2 separate regions of the Sus scrofa genome follow, and region 2 is linked to region 1. The links are chromatin contacts, called in public Hi-C maps. All regions are on one chromosome and are shown on one strand. Each heading gives the region's core, a stretch centred on a gene start, on an enhancer-like site or on the middle of the called end of the contact. The rest is flanking DNA. Distances are from core to core; before and after follow the strand shown. Region 1 holds the start of TOR2A (prosalusin). Region 2 holds the start of AK1 (adenylate kinase isoenzyme 1).

Region 1 (2,755 bases), core at 188-2,687:
GGAAAAATTCATTCAACAAACACTTATTTAGCACCTGAAACATTCCAGATTGTACCCAGAGCCAGAGTTACAGGCAATACTAAAACCCAGCTCCTGTCCTGGAGGAGCCCACAGGCCAGTAGGGAAGGTAACTAATTCCAAACAGAGAAATCCTGCCCCCCGTCCCCTCCCCCACCCCATTCCCTTCCTCCAGAAGCCATAGCAAAGCTTCTGCACAAAGGTACAGCCAAGGATCCCAGATACTTGAAGTGGAAGGGCTTTTTGAAATCTAAGACTCCAGCTCCCCTAGGGAGATCGAGAACTGGAGGGAGAAGGGACTTGCCCTTGGTTCCAGCCTCAGAATGAGAAAGGCTGGAATCTGGGCATCCTGACCTGGAGTTCTTTCCTTTTCTGCTCCCAAAAGTGGGAACCACTAATTTCTTTTCAGGTTTTGAAACGTGGCCACAGAAATCCTTGCTGCGTGCTGTGTGCGTGCATGCATATGTGTGTGTGCGTGTGCGTGTGTGTGTGTGTACCATTACAGTAGCTCTGAAAGAATAATAAATAAAGGATTATGACCACAAAGGGTAGATGGGGCAGGGAATCTTTGAGGAGAGCCACGAAAGCAGTTGTCTTGATTTCATGGGTTGGGGAGGTAGGCAATGTAGATCCACATGATGCCAGGCCAGACTAGAGGCCTGGGGAGCCTATTGACTGAATTTGAATTGTCCAAGATCCGTTGCCTTTGACCAAGAGAGGATGGGTGACGGTGTGTTAGATCTTTGGCAGCAGCCAGATTTGGGTTCTGTTCTATTGTTCACTAGCCAGGTGGCCTTGGATAAGGGGCTTAACCTCTTGGGTCCCAATTTCCTTCTCAGTAAATGGGGACAATAACAGATCTGATCCCTTTTGCTTGATGTTAAAGCACATAGCAGCTGCTACATAAGGGACAGCCATGTTTCATAATGGATTGTCAATGGTCATCTATTGATTGCTTTGTGAGCCAACACACTTTATGTGCCTGTACCTCCTTGAAATATCACCATTCCTCTGTGTGACAGGTACGGTTATCACAAGATATATAAGGCGCCTCACACTAATGCACATAGTAGGTGTTCACCAAAATCTATCAGCGCTCTTTTATCATATAAAAGAGAAAAAAGAGCACGGAAAGGGCGCTTTGCAAGGTGTAAAGTGCCCCCACAAGTTTTTGCTACAATTGTTACGTCACCCTTTGTGGTCATAATCCTTTATTTATTATTCTTTCGGAGCTACTGTGATGGTCCCCCTAGTTACCGTAGCCATGGAAACGCAGCCGCAGTCCTGGATTGGACGGTTCGCGGGCTCCCCCTGTAGATCATCTTCCGGTCCTGCAGCGGGACGACCAAGGGGCGGGCCTTTGAGAGGGGAGAGAGGGGAGTCGGGAGTTGTAGGCTACAGACGGTGGCTGCCGCAGAGCGATGCACGTCGGGAGTTGTAGTTCTCGAACGAGGCAGTTGGCGGCCTCAGACCCAGCTCCGGCCTCACCCGGATGGCGGCTGCGACGTGCGGCTGCAGCCTCTGGAGTTCGCTCCTCGGGCTGCTTGGGCTGGTCTCGGCCGCGGCCGCCTCCTGGGACCTGACATCGCTGCGCTGCAACTTCGGCACCTTCTGTGAATGTGACTTCCGGCCAGACTTCCAGGGTGAGGAGCCTCGGGAGCCTGAACTGGGGGAGCTGGTAGACCGGGGAGCTCTCGGAACCCAGGGTTGCTCCGGGGCCGGACCTGGAGGAGAGAACGGGGGGCAGGACCCCCAAACTTACGGGCGGCCAAGGCCGGAAGTGGGCCTGACGTTGAGGGACCCTGGGAGCTTAGGGCACGGGGCTTGGGACAAGGGTTTGGGGATGCCTATCTGGGGTCTAGGCACAGTCCTGCCAGGATGGAGAGGGTCTTTTGACAGCTGGGCCTTGGCAGGGGTGGGGGGCGTTTATGCCTCCACACTGGACTGGCTGTCAAGGGAGAAGCCTGCCTTGGAGATGGGCAGGGATTTGGAGGCGATTCTCTTGACAGCTCGCACCCCCTTAGGTCCGAACGCAATCCAGAGGGCCACCTGATGGGGGCGCTGCCGAGCTGAGTCAGGCCTGAGGGTCGCTCCTATGACCAGAGAATCCAAGGGCCACTCTCCCTTTCCGCAGACCGCTCGTAAAACTGTCCCAGAACACGCGGATCCTTAGACCAGGTTCCAGACGTGGTTTGCCTCCTGAACCTCTTCCGTGGTGGGCGTGTGTCCTCAGCTCTGATACTGTCCTTCTTGTGGTCCTAGGTCTGGAGTGTGACCTGGCCCAGCACCTGGCGGGCCAGCACTTGGCCAGGGCGCTGGTGGTGAAGGCACTGAAGGCTTTCGTGCAGGACCCAGCCCCCACCAAGCCGCTGGTCCTCTCTCTGCATGGCTGGACGGGCACGGCAAGTCCTATGTCAGCTCCCTGCTGGCACACTACCTCTTCCGGGGTGGCCTCCGCAGCCCCCATGTGCATCACTTTTCCCCCGTCATCCACTTCCCCCACCCCAGCCACATGGAGCGCTACAAGGTAGGCTGGTGGCGTCCTAGACCATTGTCCTGTGGGGTGCCAGACCCAAGGGAGGGAGACCTGAGCCCAGAGAGGGGAATCCCTTACTCGCTCCAGGCCACACAGCCAGGTGAAGCCTCAGCTCTCAGGACCCATCCTGAACAGAGCTTGGGATGGTGCCATCTGGCAGGGAGTTCTCGGTTTAATTCCTGGGGAGCAGTCATGGCACCT
Region 2 (2,755 bases), core at 80-2,579, 130 kb before region 1:
CCTTCAATGTCTTGATGTGATCTAGTGGTCAGGTGCATGAATTTTTTTTTTTTTTTTTTTTTGGTTTTGTTTTTGGCGGTGCTTGCGGCATGCAGAAGTTCCCAGGCCAGACGTTCCATCAGATTCGAGCCACAGCAGTGACAACTCCGAGTCCTCAACCTCTAGGCCATCAGGGAACTCCAAGTGCATGAGTTCGGAAACTGCATGGTCCTAGGCTCTCATCTCTGTCCTGCTACATCACTGAACAGCTACTGCTATGTCCTGGTCTTGTGCAGAATGCTGGGTAAATACATCACCTTCTACCTGGGAACCTCAGGCAAGTTCTTTTACAGCTGTGACCCTCACTTTCCTTCTCGGCGTTTAATGACTAACAGACGTGGTCTGAGTCCAGTGCTCTGCCCAACATCTGGTGCCAGTGAGTCTCAGTAATTGGAGCTATTCTTTTCATCAGGATTATCATTCCCCCATCTGGGTACCCACAGCCTTTTCATGGGGGCAGGGCTGCTTTTTTTTTTTTTTTTTGCTTTTTAGGGCTGCACGGGTGGCATATGGAAGTTCCCAGGCTAGGGGTCAAATCAGAGCTACAGCTAAAGGCATAAGCCACAGCTACAGCAGTAAAGGATCCGAGTCTCATCTGTGACCTACACCCAAGCTCATGGCAACACCAGATCCTTATCCCACTGAGCAAGGCCAGGGATTGAACCTGCATCCTCATGGATACTAGTCGGATTTGTTTCCGCTGCACCACAACGGGAACTCCAGGGCTGGTTTTTATCATCTTCTACACAGTCACCATCTGGGAGATGGATATGTGGGCAATCTCTGGGGTCCTGAGGGGTTTCAGGCCCAGAGGATCGTTTGGGGCCCCTTTCAACAGAGAAGGAGGAGTTCCAGGTGGCTCTTGGCCCCAAAGCCTCTGGGCAGGATCTGAGGAGGGGCTGGGGGACTATCTGGCCAGCACAGTCCCCAGAATCCATGCCTCAGTCACCCTCTGTCTGGTTCTGGCCTCTCTCTGCCACCAACTTGCTGTGGGTGGGATTTTGTGCAAAGAGCCTCAGTCCTCCCCCCACCCCCAGCCACTGTCCCTGGTCCCGGCCCCCTGGAGTGATGTGGACACAGTGGAGGTAATGCAGGAATGAAAAACCCTCTGGAAAAACTGTGAAGGAGCCATGCGCCTGCAGGCACAGCCACCTGGGGGTGCATGGCAGGGGCACCGGTCTGGCCTCCCGCCAGGGCTCCGCTCTGGTCCAGCGCCCCCTCCCTTCCCGGCCCGCTCTCCCGCTCTCCCTCCCTCCGTACCCCCCTCCCTGGCAGCTCGGAACGCTGGCTCCCGGCATGCCGCGCGCTGCTGACAGCCTTATAAATAGTCGCCTTTGCAGGCGGCCCGGCAGGACGGGTAGGGCACGCACTGGCCCCGGAGCCCACTCGCACCCCTCCCCCAGGTCAGTGTGTGCCCGTGTGTGTGCCTGTGCACGTGAAGGGGGGCGCCCCTGCAGGGAGTGGGGGAGCCACACGCACCTGGGGAGGGGGGTCTGCGTGCTTGCGTGTGGCAAGGTATTCTTGGGGTTTGTGTGGCTGTGTGTTGGTATTCTTGGTTGTGATCTGAATGCATCTGCCTGCTTGTATTCTCCAGGCTCTGCTCTGGGTATTTGTGCCACACTGTGTGTGCCTTTGTGGATGGGGGTGTGTGTGTGTGTGTCCCAGCCGCCGTGACAGTCACCCCTTTGTCCCACTGGCACTCCCGGGGCTCCAGGTCCCTGCCCTTGGCACGGCCCAGCTCGGGCGGGCCCGGGGAGGGGGCGCTGTGGCTTGACTCCCTGCCCCAGGACCGGGGCGGGAGCAGACTAGGGGATAGGAGGAGCGATCCCGTCTTGTTTCGAGTGCTGGGGGCACGGAAGGCAAGCCCCCTCATGATTGTGCCTGCCCCTGCCTCCTGAAAGGTCAGGGGCTCTGTGGGAGCTCGGGGGCCCAGCCCACGGGGCCTTTCCTGAGTATTGCTCAGCTACCTACCTAGGACTCTTGAGCAGCAGCAGGACAGAGCCTGGGGGTACAGGCCCAGAGAGGGCATACCAGCTGCCCAAGGTCACACAGCTGAATGATAGAGTTGGGATTTGAACCCTAGCCAATCGCCAACCCCTGGGAAGGTGCTTTTGGTCAGGAGCTGGGAAACTTGGGTCTCGCTCTGGCCTTGCCCTGTGACTGAGGTTAAGTCACTGTCCCTCTGGGCCTCTGTTCCCCAGGCCCCTCAGCAGACCACCTAGTCATGCTAGGAGTTACCTTGGCCCTGACTTGGGGGCCTTATAAGGCCTGGGTGCTGAGCCCGTAACCTAACTCTGTCCCGGACCCCTGGCCTCTGTGTGGACTCCTCACAACCAAGTTATTTTGGGCCAAGAAATGGCAGGTGCCAGCAGGACAGAGGGGCTTAGGTTACCAGGAGCAGGTGGGGCAGGGTAGGTCGAGGCCACTCCTCAGGGTGTCTCTGCAGGCTGTCCCTGGCCTGGGGACCCTCTCCCTCCCCCACCAGCTATGGAGGGACATTGGCCGCTCTGACCCTTTCTTAAGCACACTCAGCAGGAAAGAGGCTATAACTCATACCCCACGGGTGGCAGGACGGTCAGCAAAGCTGCCGAAGGACCTAGGGGTTGCCAGGCCCAGGGCAACAGAAAATGCGGCCCCATGTATGACCCCAGCCAGGCCCTGGAGCAAGTCTCTCCTGCTCTCCAAGCCTTACTTCCTGGGAGTTCCCGTCGTGGTG

What was found. Hi-C and Micro-C count contacts between places; a contact is called where the count stands out from the background.
Region 2: a contact with region 1 is called in a Hi-C map of embryonic fibroblasts, with 3 times the contacts expected there. The contact joins the promoter of AK1 here to the promoter of TOR2A in region 1. A contact is called at or near these places in 4 of 5 promoter capture datasets (fetal liver, fetal skeletal muscle, liver and 1 more), 21 of 47 Hi-C or Micro-C datasets (alveolar macrophages, blood, embryonic fibroblasts and 11 more) and 2 of 2 datasets of contacts at active chromatin or transcription factors (alveolar macrophages and skeletal muscle).

Annotation. Positions count from the first base shown.
Region 1 is chr1:268,236,160-268,238,914 of Sscrofa11.1, reverse strand. TOR2A (prosalusin) reads left to right here and starts at 1,437. Exons shown (of 6, transcript XM_021069354.1): 1 at 1,437-1,661; 2 at 2,281-2,415; 3 at 2,418-2,545. The coding sequence starts at 1,511.
Region 2 is chr1:268,364,233-268,366,987 of Sscrofa11.1, reverse strand. AK1 (adenylate kinase isoenzyme 1) reads left to right here and starts at 1,329. Exons shown (of 7, transcript XM_003122177.6): 1 at 1,329-1,442.